Regions from separate parts of the Mus musculus genome. Here region 1 is linked to region 2. The links are chromatin contacts, called in public promoter capture Hi-C maps. All regions are on one chromosome and are shown on one strand. Each heading gives the region's core, a stretch centred on a gene start, on an enhancer-like site or on the middle of the called end of the contact. The rest is flanking DNA. Distances are from core to core; before and after follow the strand shown.

Evidence for each region. Capture Hi-C pulls out chosen DNA fragments and counts their contacts.
Region 1: a promoter capture Hi-C map of liver shows a contact between it and region 2, with 2.6 times the contacts expected there. The contact joins the promoter of Eef1aknmt here to the promoter of 2810442N19Rik in region 2. A contact is called at or near these places in 2 of 39 promoter capture datasets (hippocampal neurons and liver), 4 of 484 Hi-C or Micro-C datasets (the AtT-20 cell line, cerebral cortex, cortical neurons and 1 more), 3 of 115 datasets of contacts at active chromatin or transcription factors (astrocytes, bone marrow-derived macrophages and stem cell-derived neural progenitor cells) and 2 of 9 other capture datasets (adipose tissue and liver).

What each region holds. Positions count from the first base shown.
Region 1 is chr1:162,543,881-162,550,052 of GRCm38.p6, forward strand. It overlaps Eef1aknmt (EEF1A lysine and N-terminal methyltransferase), which reads right to left and starts at 4,465. Exons shown (of 8, transcript NM_144877.1): 1 at 4,224-4,465; 2 at 1,888-2,647; 3 at 306-505. The coding sequence starts at 4,376.
Region 2 is chr1:162,003,157-162,009,607 of GRCm38.p6, forward strand. 2810442N19Rik (RIKEN cDNA 2810442N19 gene) reads left to right here and starts at 1,813. Exons shown (of 3, transcript NR_040562.1): 1 at 1,813-2,178; 2 at 2,280-2,666. All of the region lies in intron 20 of Dnm3 (dynamin 3), which reads right to left.

The sequences.
Region 1 (6,172 bases), core at 3,215-5,714, 540 kb after region 2:
GGTCCCCTGGAACTAGAGCTATAAACAGTTGTGAGCTGCCATGTGGGTGCTGGGAATTGAACCTGGGTCCTCTGGAAGGGCAGCCAGTGCTCATAACCACTGAGCCATCTCGCCAGCCTCTCAATTAATAATGTTAGCGTATGAAGTAGTGGTTTTCCTGATGGCCTCTTTATGTGTCTCTGTCATAACGCTTTGCTCTCATCTGTTCCACTCCCTGGTCCTACCCTCTAAAGGCTTCCTCTACCTTCCTGGTCGCAGTGGAAGCTGCTGTCAGAGGTCAGAGGTCAGAGGTCAGAGTTTGGTACCTGCTGCTGGGGAGGCAACCCAGCCGGGGCCAGCTCCATGACTCTGGCTGACAACTCTGCTTGAATGCTTTCCATGCCAGCATACCGCTGGCCTCGGTGGAGAGCCACTGTGACCAACCTCCTGAAGCCCGCACTGGCTGCCAGCTGCTTCCGGCCCTCCTCCATGCCAAAGAGCCACTCGGTCTCGCGACCCTGGGGGACTGGAATAGACAAAAGCGGTCACAGGGAGTGCTGGTGAAATGTTCAAGGCCCACAGTCGATGTCTACAAGGTAGAACCAGTCGCTGCTCAGGACCAGCCCCCGTCCCGTGACCCACAGAGAGGTTAGCAATTCCCAAAGCAAAGCAGCCCATCAAACACGAAGCAGGACTGAGGGCAATTCGAGTGTGGGTATGTCTGAAGGGAAGAAGACAGGCAAGGAGCACGCGTGTGCGCGCGCGCACACACACGCGCGTACACACACACACAAACGCGCGCACACTCACACTGGATAGTGCTGCTTTTCCATATTAAAAAAAAAAAAAGCTATATGCAGGCCAGGAAAAAAGCTCTTTACAAATACAAATAACGGAATCCTCAAAATGGCCCAAGGTACACATGGCACTATTTCCATCTTTGAAAATGAGGACAGAGAAGCACAGAACTTAAACTACTTGTCTAAGATCACACTGCAGTGAATGCAAAGCTCAGCTCGCACTGACAGACGCCCATTGCCATGCTTCTGATGGCTCCACTGGTCACTGAGGGGGGGTAGGCAGGAAGGATTATCAAATACTTGGAAAGGTGGCTCAGGTCTCAAGAAACCAGGTTTCCAGCATAACCCCACCTTACTTTCACCTAGAACGTTCACATTTTCTTTACTTCCAAATGTTCTCACCCCACCATCCCTCCGGCACCTTCTCTTCTTTATAGGGCAAACAGCTGACAGTCATACAGCACTTACCACAAGGCCAGCATCATTTCTAAGAGTTTACACTTCCCAACTATACAGGAGAGTGACAGTTCCATTTCATTTACAGGGAAAATAAGGCAGACAGGAAGCAGTCACCCTTGCTGTATCAAATCACCAGGAAGTATCTAAAGCTGGGACTGGATCCCGAGAGTCTGCCCCAGAGCTCCATCCTGTCTGCTACCTCCATACTGCCTCCTTAAGTCTGCAGAGCGGCTTTCCTTCTGGAGTCCAACAGTATACACGCTAGCTAGAACTCAGCCAAGATATTCCAGCTGGCACCGAGCAGCCCAGCCTTGCTTCCATTTATCCAATTCACAAAGTAACTAACCCGGCTATGAAATGTGTAATGGGTCTAAATTTACACTTACTATCTCCTGCCTATAACCTCCATTCTCAAACTTCCTAAGAAGGAGTTTGAGTCTAAGACAGTTTCAGAGAGCTACTACTCCCTCTTCATTAGACCTTGGTTAATCTAACCTTAAGATAAACACAGGCACGATATATATACACCCAATCACCAATACCCAAGCCCAGCTCCAGCAAGCCAGCCCTTCTAGGGGAAAGAGGCAGAGCAAGCCCCAGCCCCTTTAAGACAGCCCTTCCAGGGAGAGGCGGAGCAATCCCAACTCACTGATGAAAATGGCAAAATGATTGTCCCGCGATGGTTTCACAGCGGGGTTGTCCACCACGTGGAGGGTGTAGCGTGGCTCCCCCGTGTCCCCACTGCACAAGTCCAGGGACACACTCCCCAGCCCGGCTTTGCGGCGCAGCTGACTACACAGCCAAGCATAGTACTGGCGCTCCCGCACAGCCTCCGCCAGCTGATCAGCACTCTCCAGCCTTACGGGCTTGCCCTGCTCCTGAGTACACAGCTCAAAGATCTGAAGGGCAGAGCCAGGGACTGGCCTGAACTTAGTCATGACGAAGGCAAAGACGGGCAGGGAGAAGCGGGGCTCGGCTTCAGACACCCGGTCCTGGCTGCTGGCCACTTGGTGTGCCCTCACCATCCACCCCTCCCGAGAGAAGTGGCCCACTGCTTTCTTCAGGATGTGAGCCTGAGCCAGGGAGATGCAGAGGTAGCGACCGCCCACCTGCAGGACACGGCCAACCTCAGCTAGCATCCTGTCCACCTGACGCAGGGTCACCTCCTCCTCATCTGTCAGGACAGCATCCAGCGTGCCCTTGTCCAACACCACCTGGAATGTGGCGTCAGGAAACTCCAGCTGGGTCATGTCCATCTTCAGGAAACTCATGTGGGGCCGTCGGCTGCCATTGCGTTCCTTCATCTGCTTGATGACAACCTCGCTGATGTCGATGTTCACGATATCCTGATAGCCCACATCATAGAGTTGTTCACTGAGCTCTGAGTTGCCACATCCGATCACAAGCACCTGGAGGGAAGAAACAAAGACAAAATGAAAGTGACCAAAGTCAAGAAATCCGCTTCAGATACCTCAAAGACTAGAGATTAGTAGACTTTGGCTACTTCATATTCTCCAGGGGCAGAGACACTATTCTGAGTAGAAAGAAGCACTCAAGTTAACTCTAGACACCATCTTGAAACTAGCAATGCAGGTGTGCACAATCCACGGTCTAGCATAGTCATGCCTGCAAAACCAAACTGTAAATATTCTTAAAATATTGTGGGTTTTTTTTTTTTTGGGAGGGGGGCATTGATAATTTTTTTTTCTATTACTTGATTGCATGGTTCTCAGGCCTTGTAGATGACAACCTCTTCTTACAATGTCAAAAGCTAGACACACGTGGGAGAAAATCACTAATCCAAACAGTATTATGCCACAATAAAGGTCATGTGAGAACAGGCTGTGTGATGTGCGCTATTCAAAACTTGTGTGCAGCCTGAGGGACGGTTCAGTAGGTTAGAACTATTGCTCTTGCAAAGGACCCAAGTTCAGTTCTTAGCACAGCCTATAACTCCATTTCCAGAGAATTTGGTAGCCTCTTCTGGCCTCCACAAACTTCCTGTACTCACATGATGCACAGAAACTCAGGCAGGCAAACACACATCTACATAATAAAATAAGGAAATCTTTGTCTTGAAGTTTGTAGGAAGTTACAAAATCCAAAACACCAGTTGCATCCTCATTTTTGTTTTTGTTTTTTTAAACCGTTAAAAATATAGGCTGAGTGACAGAACTGTTTCTAACTGCTCATACTTCCTATTTCCTCAGACAACAAACTAGTTTGTGAGGATTTGGAGCCTGCTCCCATCCCAGAGTCTATCTCATGCTATTTACTACTTGAAGCCAAACTTAAAAATACGAATTGTTGTTTCTCTTTGTGGCACATTCCTCCATTCATCTTTCAAAAATTCTGTTGTCACCGTCTCTAGAGGGCAAAGCATAGTTCCATGAGAAGTGATATGCCCTGGAGCCAGACAGACCTGCTTTTAAATCTCTATTTGACCACCTACTACATGCATGGCCTCCAACAGTCACTTGAAAAAAATAAGTGCACAACTACCCGCCTGAATTTGTTGAGATAAAAGGCCCGAGCATAGCAGACCTTAAGTCTCCTTCCCTACCGAAGCTCCAACTCGTCCACACCTATTTAACTTGGAATTTAACTTGTGTTTGTGGCTTCCTGCTCCTGTAGCTTGAGGGCTGGGCACAAAGCCTGAAATTTGATGAGCACTCGGCAGTGACTTAATAAACATATACACCAATAAAGTCCCACGACGCTACCTATTCCACACGTGTGCACAGTGACACAACACCCTTTCAGTCTACTGACGAAGCCACTATTCCAAAACGGGTTAAGGATGAAGTTTTAACTGAAAATCTTTACTTTTAAATGGCTATCTTTAAGGTTGCCACTTAGCCAAGATGCTGGGCAGAATCCTAAAATGATAGATCTGAGTGGGGTCCCCACGCCTGCCTGCCTCCTGCCTCCTAAACTTAGGATTGCTATCTTCAGTCCCCACAAGGGACTGGCTGCACGCCATACCTTTTCCTTGGGCTTTATGTATTTGTGCAGCACCTCGCACAGCTCCAGATAGGTCCCATACCACTCGAAAGCTGTCTTCCCTCGCTGCTGGAAGAACTTCTCCCAGTAGTCGGCAGAGCCAAACTCCTTGGAGCTTTTAGGTAGGAGATTCATGTTCCCACCGTGAGCGGCGTCTTCGACACTGCTCCTGGTGACAGATCACCCCGGGAAGCACCGGGAGGCAGCAGCGGCGGGAATCTTAGCCACTACAGGCACCATAGATTTGTTCTGCACGCAAAACCCAACCGAACCGGGCCCTGTGCAGCAGACGCGCGGACGAACCACTGAGCTGGCCACGCGCCGCTGCCGCCCCCCTTGTTTTTCTTCACCCTCGGTCCGCGCCCCACGTGCAGCAGCCACACACTCCCGCAGCTACACTCAGAACCTAGAAACCATATCCGGGTAAGAGGTCTCGTGATTGGGCAGGCGGAGCGGGCGGGACTTCCTGCGGGACTCCGGGCAGAAGAGGCTTGCTTCGTGGAACCGGGCGGGGCTGCGCGCGCAGCCTCTGTGAGCTGCGCTCTATCCCCAGCTGAGAGCGCGAGGGGCAACGGGAGCTGACCTGCGCAGGAGCAGGAGTCTCAGCTAGAAACCCCTTCCTCAGGAAAATGTGAGCTCATCTCCTCTTCCCGGAATCACTTTGCCACCGTTCTTGGTCAATTCAGAGGAAAATGACTGCTTTTTCTACTCCAAAATACAGAGCCCTGCTATTAATACAGTAACAACGGTGAATATCAGGAGACTTAACCGAAGTGCCTCCCTTCCCTGCCTCTCAAAACACAGTAACCATTCATTATGAAGATGCTCATTTTATCATTGGAGTCCTTAAATTGTCATTCTGATGACAGTTGTAAAGACATAGTTTATGTGTCTGATGAACAATACCATCCTTTTAAATGATCGTTTTATGAAAATATCCCAAGGAAGTTCCTAGTGAAGAGCTGTTTTGAAGAGACGATGAAAGAAACAGCTCTCGCGTTAAAGGAATAAGAGATGGAGCCCAGATATGACTGGCCATAGCCCAGGAACACAGATTTAGCTTCCTCAAATACCATGTTCCCATGAGGTAGCAATTGCATGAACTTTTATAGTAACAACACAGAAAGTAGTAAAACGGGACACTTACAAATACATTGGTGAGTATATTGTAAGATGATTGCAACCACAAGAAAACCTAGAGGTCTCTTCATACTTTCCAAAGGTCTTACCTAAGGGTCACAAAAGATGTTGCCAAGTACTAAATAACTACTAAAGGACCGGAAGATGTTCTAGGAAAATTTGGCTCTGGAACTGCATGCAACCTTTCAACGGCTTCACATCATTGACGTTGAAATCAATGAGCCTTTGAGGACACAGCTCCTTTCCAGAGATTCTTTTTCACAGCCTATACACACAGTGCTAGCACAGACACGGAACAGTTAGAGTAGACATAAGTTTTAAAGTCATCTTCAAACATTACAGAATCGTCTATTGGACTTGTTTTTATTTTTAAAAAGTTTCATATGATATAATCTGGTAGTGGTTTCTTCTTTCCCGACTTGTCTCAGCTCTTCCCCACCTCCTCAACTCCGTGACCTTTCTCTCTAAATAAAACACACAGTATTTTTTTAAGACTTATTTATTTATGCCAGGTGTGGTGCCATGCCTTTAATACCAGCACTTGGGAAACAGAAGCAGGTGGATCTCTTAAGTTCGAGGTCAGTCTGGTCTACAAAGCGAGTCCAGGACAGCCAGGGCTTATTACACAGAAAAACCATGTGTCAAAAAACAAAAAACAAAACAAACAAACAAACAAAAAAAAAAAACAAAAAACCTACCACTACAACTAATAATAATAAACAATAAAATATTAGTGTTTTGCCTGCATGTATGCCTACATGCCAGAAGAGGGCACCAGATCTCATTATAAA
Region 2 (6,451 bases), core at 563-3,062:
AGTAGACTATGTGAGACTTTGACTCAAAAAGTAAGAACAAAACAAAATAGCCAGATAATCAGGCTAAGTGCCTGTAAATCAATGTCATACTGAAGTGTGCAGATGAAGGGGACATCTAGATACTGCTGCTTCAGAATATCTAAAGCCAAATTCGAATGTTTATATGGTGGAGGCAAAAGGGATATTCGGTTGTAGACTAAGGCCATTTTCCTGATTATACTGAAAGCCAACTAAGGCCCTTCTCACGCTGTGTGCCTTTTTTGAAGTGGGAGATGGATCAGGATCTTACTGTGTGCCTCATGATGGCCTGAACTGGCTTTGTAGCCAAGGCTGGCCTTAAATTCATGATCCTCCTGCCTCAGCCTCAGCCTCAGCCTTGCAGGCTTATGGGGGGCTATAAGAGATCATGTCCACCTTTATTTTAGCTTGTCTCCGTTTCCAGACCTTTCCTTGAAGCTTTGGATATGTTTGTGGTAGAGTATCTAGGTTGGTTCAGTCTTCATTTTCTTCTCTCTCAGCTTCTATGTCATCCTTTCCACCAAAGAAAGGATGCTGCTTATTGGCGACTCTCATGTTGACCTGTGCATTCGTGGGGTTTCCGTAAGAGCAGGGAGGAGAGCCATTATACCTTGTTTCATTTTCTGGTGCTTAGATCACTCCCTGTGTGGGCAATTGGATCAAGAGGCTCAACGCTACCCCTGATGCTGAGACGTGGAGAAGTTGGCTAATTTCCCTTTTGATTATGCTCCGACCCCTGCTCCCCGCCCCCAGGGCCTGTGAATGGAATGGGTTCATGTGATTCATGGGAACCGATTATTCTGACTGAAAAACAAAGAGTGGATATTTCTCAGTGCTTGGTGGGAATGCTTAAAAATAAATTAGAGCATTTGGTATTTGTGGTTTTGCCTATCATGTGGCTCTGAAGCCTGAGGAGCAGCCAGATGCAAGGAATGAGGGAGCTGTGGTGTGGAGAGAGTCCCTGAATACCTCATGGCTTTCGACATTGCCCTGCGTTGGAGTTCTATTTTGGGCTAGTGCTGCCATGTGATCTAAACATGTAAATGCTCAAGTAATGTGGCGTCATTAAACATGTAGTGTCTCTCAGGCTCAGAGCCTTCCCAGAAACCCCCACTCTGGCCCTGACAACTCTAGCCTGACCAGAAGTGGAATATCCTTCTGGCAACAGCATTGGTGAGCCAGATGGAAACCATTTGGCAACTAAAGGGTGTAAATACGTGTTTAGATCCAGAGGTTTCCCCAGACAATGCATCCAGTATGTTTGGCATGGGTAGGCTAAGGAATGTCAGCGCCGGGCACTTAACAATTCTATGTTTAAGCATCGATAAATGCATGAGGAGCCAGCAGAGCCAACACGCGCTCAGCTGACTCCTTCCCTCCTTTCTTCCGCTGCTGCAGTTAGGCGTCCCAGGCACATTCACAGAGCAAGACGCTCCACTGACAAGTTTTAGTTTAAACTTCCTGTCTGCCGTGTAAGGTTTTTTTCTAAGTCTCACTTTTTAATCTCTCATAGTAGCCGGTGAGTTGGGGGAAAGGAAAAGAGGGAAATAAAGAAGCCTCCAGCAGCCTCTTCTTAAGAGTTTACTGCTGAGATAAAAGTTAGCTGTGAAAGAGGTGCAATTCATACACCGTGAGTCTCCGAGGCCTTGGAAAAATATCCCCTCTGACCAGGAATGCCTGAGCATGAAGCCTTCTTGAAAATCGCTTTTTCCTCCCAGCAAGGGCAATGAAAGAAACTTGAGCCCTAGCTAGCCTATGTGTGTCTGCAAGTCTGGATGTCTATTTACACATGGTAGAGCATTTCCCCGCTTTTCTCCGAGCTGACACCAGCTTGTATATAGGGACACTCGGTGGATTACAGCTGGTGACAGTTTACTGCTGACTGGCCACAGGAAAAATAATCGGAATCAATTACGCATTGTCCCTGGCCAGGGCCTCTGTCTTGGCTGTTGTCCTCTATCAATCAGGTGAACCCCAGGGCAGAACTGGGCACCCTGAGATGCAAAAGCGCTTGTCCTGCAGTGACGGAGCTTAGCGACTAAAGATCTCCAAAGGGAACAATGTCAGAGCTACTTGTTCTTGACACAAGACACGGAGGAAGCAGTTGTGTTTGCTTAACTGGAGGCCTGTCACCCGCTGCTTGGCTAACTGCAGTGTACGGTAGGAGGAGCTGTCTCCTGTCTGCGTTCGTGTTATTTGCGTTTTGCATGACGGGAATCTTTCCTAATTTCCCTTTTTGCTTTTACTTTCCTGCCACATAGGATATGTGGGAAAGATTCAGACCCAATGAAAAGAGAAAGGCAAACGTGAGTCTGCCTACACACCACCAAAGAGTTCACAGGTTCTGACCCGAGGAGACACCGGTAATGTATGTGGGCCTTGCCTAAACAGACCGCCAGGCATCTGAACTGTGGCCGAGTGGAAATGCCTGTGTAAAGTCGACTCTACTTCCTTAGTTAGGCCCAAGGAGGAAATCCCCAAAATAATTTGACTTTCACTTAAACCATATTGGAAACAGGACCTGAAGAGTGAAAGAAAACCTTTGACATTCGCCATTGCTTCCTTTCAGTGGACTAGTACATTGTCATAAGAATTGAAGCAGGATACTGGAATAAGAACCGTCATGTAAATAGATTGCACCTTTGGAGGTATATTTAATTAAAGTGGACACTTTTCTTTAGAGAACAGTGGTTTGAAATTTTAGTTTTATGACAACTAATGTTGAACCTGCAGCAGATTATTAATTACATTTGGAGGTCTCAGCACCAATTTATTTCTAATATCAAGGGTTGCCTCATGAGATACCTTGATTGTAAGAATTGTAAGAACAGCTTAAAGTTGTTCTGTCTTTAGCAATTATATTTTTGAGCTATAATATAGCTTGTTTTTCTTTTTTACTTTTAAATCTAGTTGTTGAAAAAAAAAACAAAACAAAAAACAAAAACAGTTCCCTGACAATCCAGACTGTCTGGGTATGATTTTTATTTTTTTCTGTAAGGAAGGCTGGCTAGTTAGGAGAACAGAGAGCTTGCCTCACAGCTGATGTCACAAATCGCAAGGTGATTTCACCACTTGTCCAAATGACACTTGGCTGCTAAAAACACCACAGTTTTAGAGAGCTGTCGAGGAGAGGAGAGGGTAAGTCAGGATGTTTCCGTGTGTGACCGCAGGGGAATGACTCCCAGGCTAGTCACACGGGTTGCTTAATTTCCATGTACTCTGAGCCCCTCGACTTCAAGGCTCGACAGCTTCCTCCTTCACGGCACCAAACCTTGATGTGAGGAACGCAAAGATAGAAGAATGATGGGTTGGGGTTTGTCCTGGCTTGAAATCTAGGGAACTTGCTTACAAAGATGAATAGAAACCTCAAATAAAACAAGGAGACTTTATACACCAAATAGAAAGAAAGGATGCTGTGCTAACTGTAACTTACAACAAATAAAATGTGTGAAAGAGTTGGGAGTTACGGTTAGGCAATGCAAGGCCATCAGAATCAGAGACCAAACATTTAAAACGAAATTATGATGAAAACCAATGGGCCTTAACTTTTGTAATATAGGGCATCAATTGTTTTGGAAAGGGGCCATGTACATCTTTCTGCAAGCAGTGTGCTCTGGTAAGTCAAAGAAACCATGGAAGACACCATGGAGGAGCTCTGGGTGAAGTCTTAGTGCTGCCCTGGGCCTATGTACACACCATGGGGGCTTTGTCTTCCTTGCAAGGCTCACAAGAACATCACTTAAAGGATCAGTTTTTGATTTCGGTCAGATGGGTTGAGCTAAAGCAAAAGCCAAATGGAGTGAACCAGGCTTGGCCATTTTTAAAAGAAACCATCAGAGATGGTGAACGAGGGTGGGTCCGAGAAAGTTCTTCTCTAGCTCGACTTTTTAAAAAGTGGAATATTGAGTGATGAGGTAGGTGAAGTCTGTTCTCCCTTGGCTAGAGACCCTTCCTCACACCCTTATCCCTTTTGACCATTGCAAAAGAGCTTTGTCCTAGGGAAGGGGTGGACAGGGGTTGGGCTTGGGGGGGGGTAAGGACGAATAATCGAAATAGTGTCAGAGTTAGCTAGTGCCAGGAAAAACACACTTGGACTCAGCTAATTTGTTCTGTTAATATCAAAGGCTACACTTGCCAATTATCTAATTTTAAGAAGTGGTAACTGAAAATAGCTACACTAACTCTGAAGTTGGTGTCTGATGGGGACCGGGAGCTTTGTCTTGTCAGAGAGCATGAATGGAGGCAGGAGACATGGGACAGTCTAGATAGTCAAGCCTGTGGCGGGAGGGAGTGGGGAGGGAGGGGGAAATGTCCCAAAGATCACAGATTTATGTAACCCAGCTTACTAATGGCAGGGGTATCCATGCTAGTAGGAGGCTCATTAGTTCGAGTGGAAGTAATTAAAACCCACGTGCAGTTTGCAGTGTTTCTTGCTCTCGCACCAAAAGGCTCCAAAACACAGAAACCAGAACAGCCGAGTGGCTGGGCAAAGCTGAGTCAAAAGTGACTTCAACCCCTTGCCCCAACTCTCCCTGTATATTTGAAATGGAAAGGTATGGTAAAGATTCTGGTTAAAAAGATGGAAAACTCAAGGTTCCTGGGCCACGCCAAGGGCTTTGACGACCTTGGAATAGGGCGAAAAGAAAAGTCGTGATCACTGATTGCTAAAGAGTATCGGGAGGAAGACTGGCTAGGCACACATTAGGGTGGCTTAAAAAATCTTTTGCCTCTAGAAGTTCTGCGATTGCCTTTGTAATTTGGAAGGCCAGCAGGGAACCAGGGGGTACCCTTTGTACTGGGTTGTGGTGGGAGTTTCTCAAGATTCAGGTTGAAAAAGGAAGAAGGTCCCTTAGCAAAGCAAAGAACTTTGGGGAGGAATAAATTTGGACTTTTCTCCTTGAAAAGCCAAACACTGGTTTTTGGGAGATGATGGACAGGGCATCTTGATTATTTAGTTTTTAGTAGAGAAAAAGTAACAAATTATGGAAGGGAAAGAATATATAAACAGGTGGAACAAGGTGGTGTTTCAATAAGAGCTTTCTTCATTTTCTTCCTTCCTTTCTCTCTCTCTCTCTCTCTCTCTCTCTCTCTCTCTCTCTCTCTCTCTCTCTCTCTCTCTCTCTCTGAAATCTTAAACCCCATTTCTGGCTTGCATTTGGTAGGATCCTGCTCTGGCTTTTATTAAAAACAGACGTTGTGAGTTCAGAATCTTCCATCTAAAGCAAGGCTTTAATAGGCGTCAGGACCCTGACCGGTCTCCAGCTCTGCTCAGGTGACCCCCGCCACAGGGATCCCCTCCCAGCCTGCTCTGCTGGGCCCCTCAATCTTGGGGGCTCAGCACAAAACAACCAGCTTTCTCTGTATCAATTCAAACTCTTCTATTTCTGTTTTAAATTCAGGGTGGTACACAAAGCCAGACCAAGTTAAATCTGGTTTTAACTCGAGAGTGTTCTAGAGATTTTGAATGGCTCAACCGTTGTCCTACAAATTCCTGGACTTGGGATCTTCAAACCTGGTGGCTCCCCCTTCCTTCCTCACAGCCCTCACCCTGGCAATTCACACGGGTTACTTACTGACTCCCACCCTTCTGCCTGCGTGCAAGCTCAAAAATACCAAAGCTAACTCCACCCTGCTTAGCAAATCCATTTAGCATCCGAAAGCTGATTTTTCTGAAGAGCATTTGTTTGGCAAGCTAGCTTATTGGAGACCGACAGGAAAAGCAGTGAAGCGAGCAGGCAAGACTTGCACACCCATTCCTGAGCGTGGTACAGCCGCAGGTCCCCCTGGCTCCTTCTCAGAGCAAAACAGACAAAACAACAGAGTTCAAGGCTCTCCTGGGACTTTGCCTTCCCACTCTCACATCCCCACCCCCACCCCCTTTTCCCCTCACAGCCTCCATACCATCCTGGCACAGCGGCAGACACTTTCCCAGTCAATTTGAGGGTTTCTAAAAACAATAAACTTGATCTTGCCTGTAGCAACATTCAATGTTGAAATGTACGTTTTTGATGTGGAAAGGAAATTCTTATGAATACGCTGCTGCAGCGCTGTGGTTGCCCGGTAGAGTATGGATTTACTTTCCTAAGGGACAGCCGCCATGCCTGTGTTCTTGATGTTCACAACGTGAGGGAGGACATAACTGACAGCTAGTGACTGGTGACCAGGGCTGCTGTTAATCATCCTCAAGTGCACAGGAGAGCTAGCCATAGCAGAAATGTCAGACTCTGGGAGGTCCCTACTGCTAGCCCCTCTTGTGGTGGCCGAACCTGGGCTCTAGAGGTGGGCTGCTGAGGATTAGAGCCTAGTAGGGCTGGCATTAGGCAGGCTGTTGGCCTCATTGTCTGTCTGGAAAATGTAAATAGTAGCCTATTTTATTGGACTCATGAACCTTAAAAATGTGTGTGAGAGGCTTTTAGGACAACATTTAAGATTG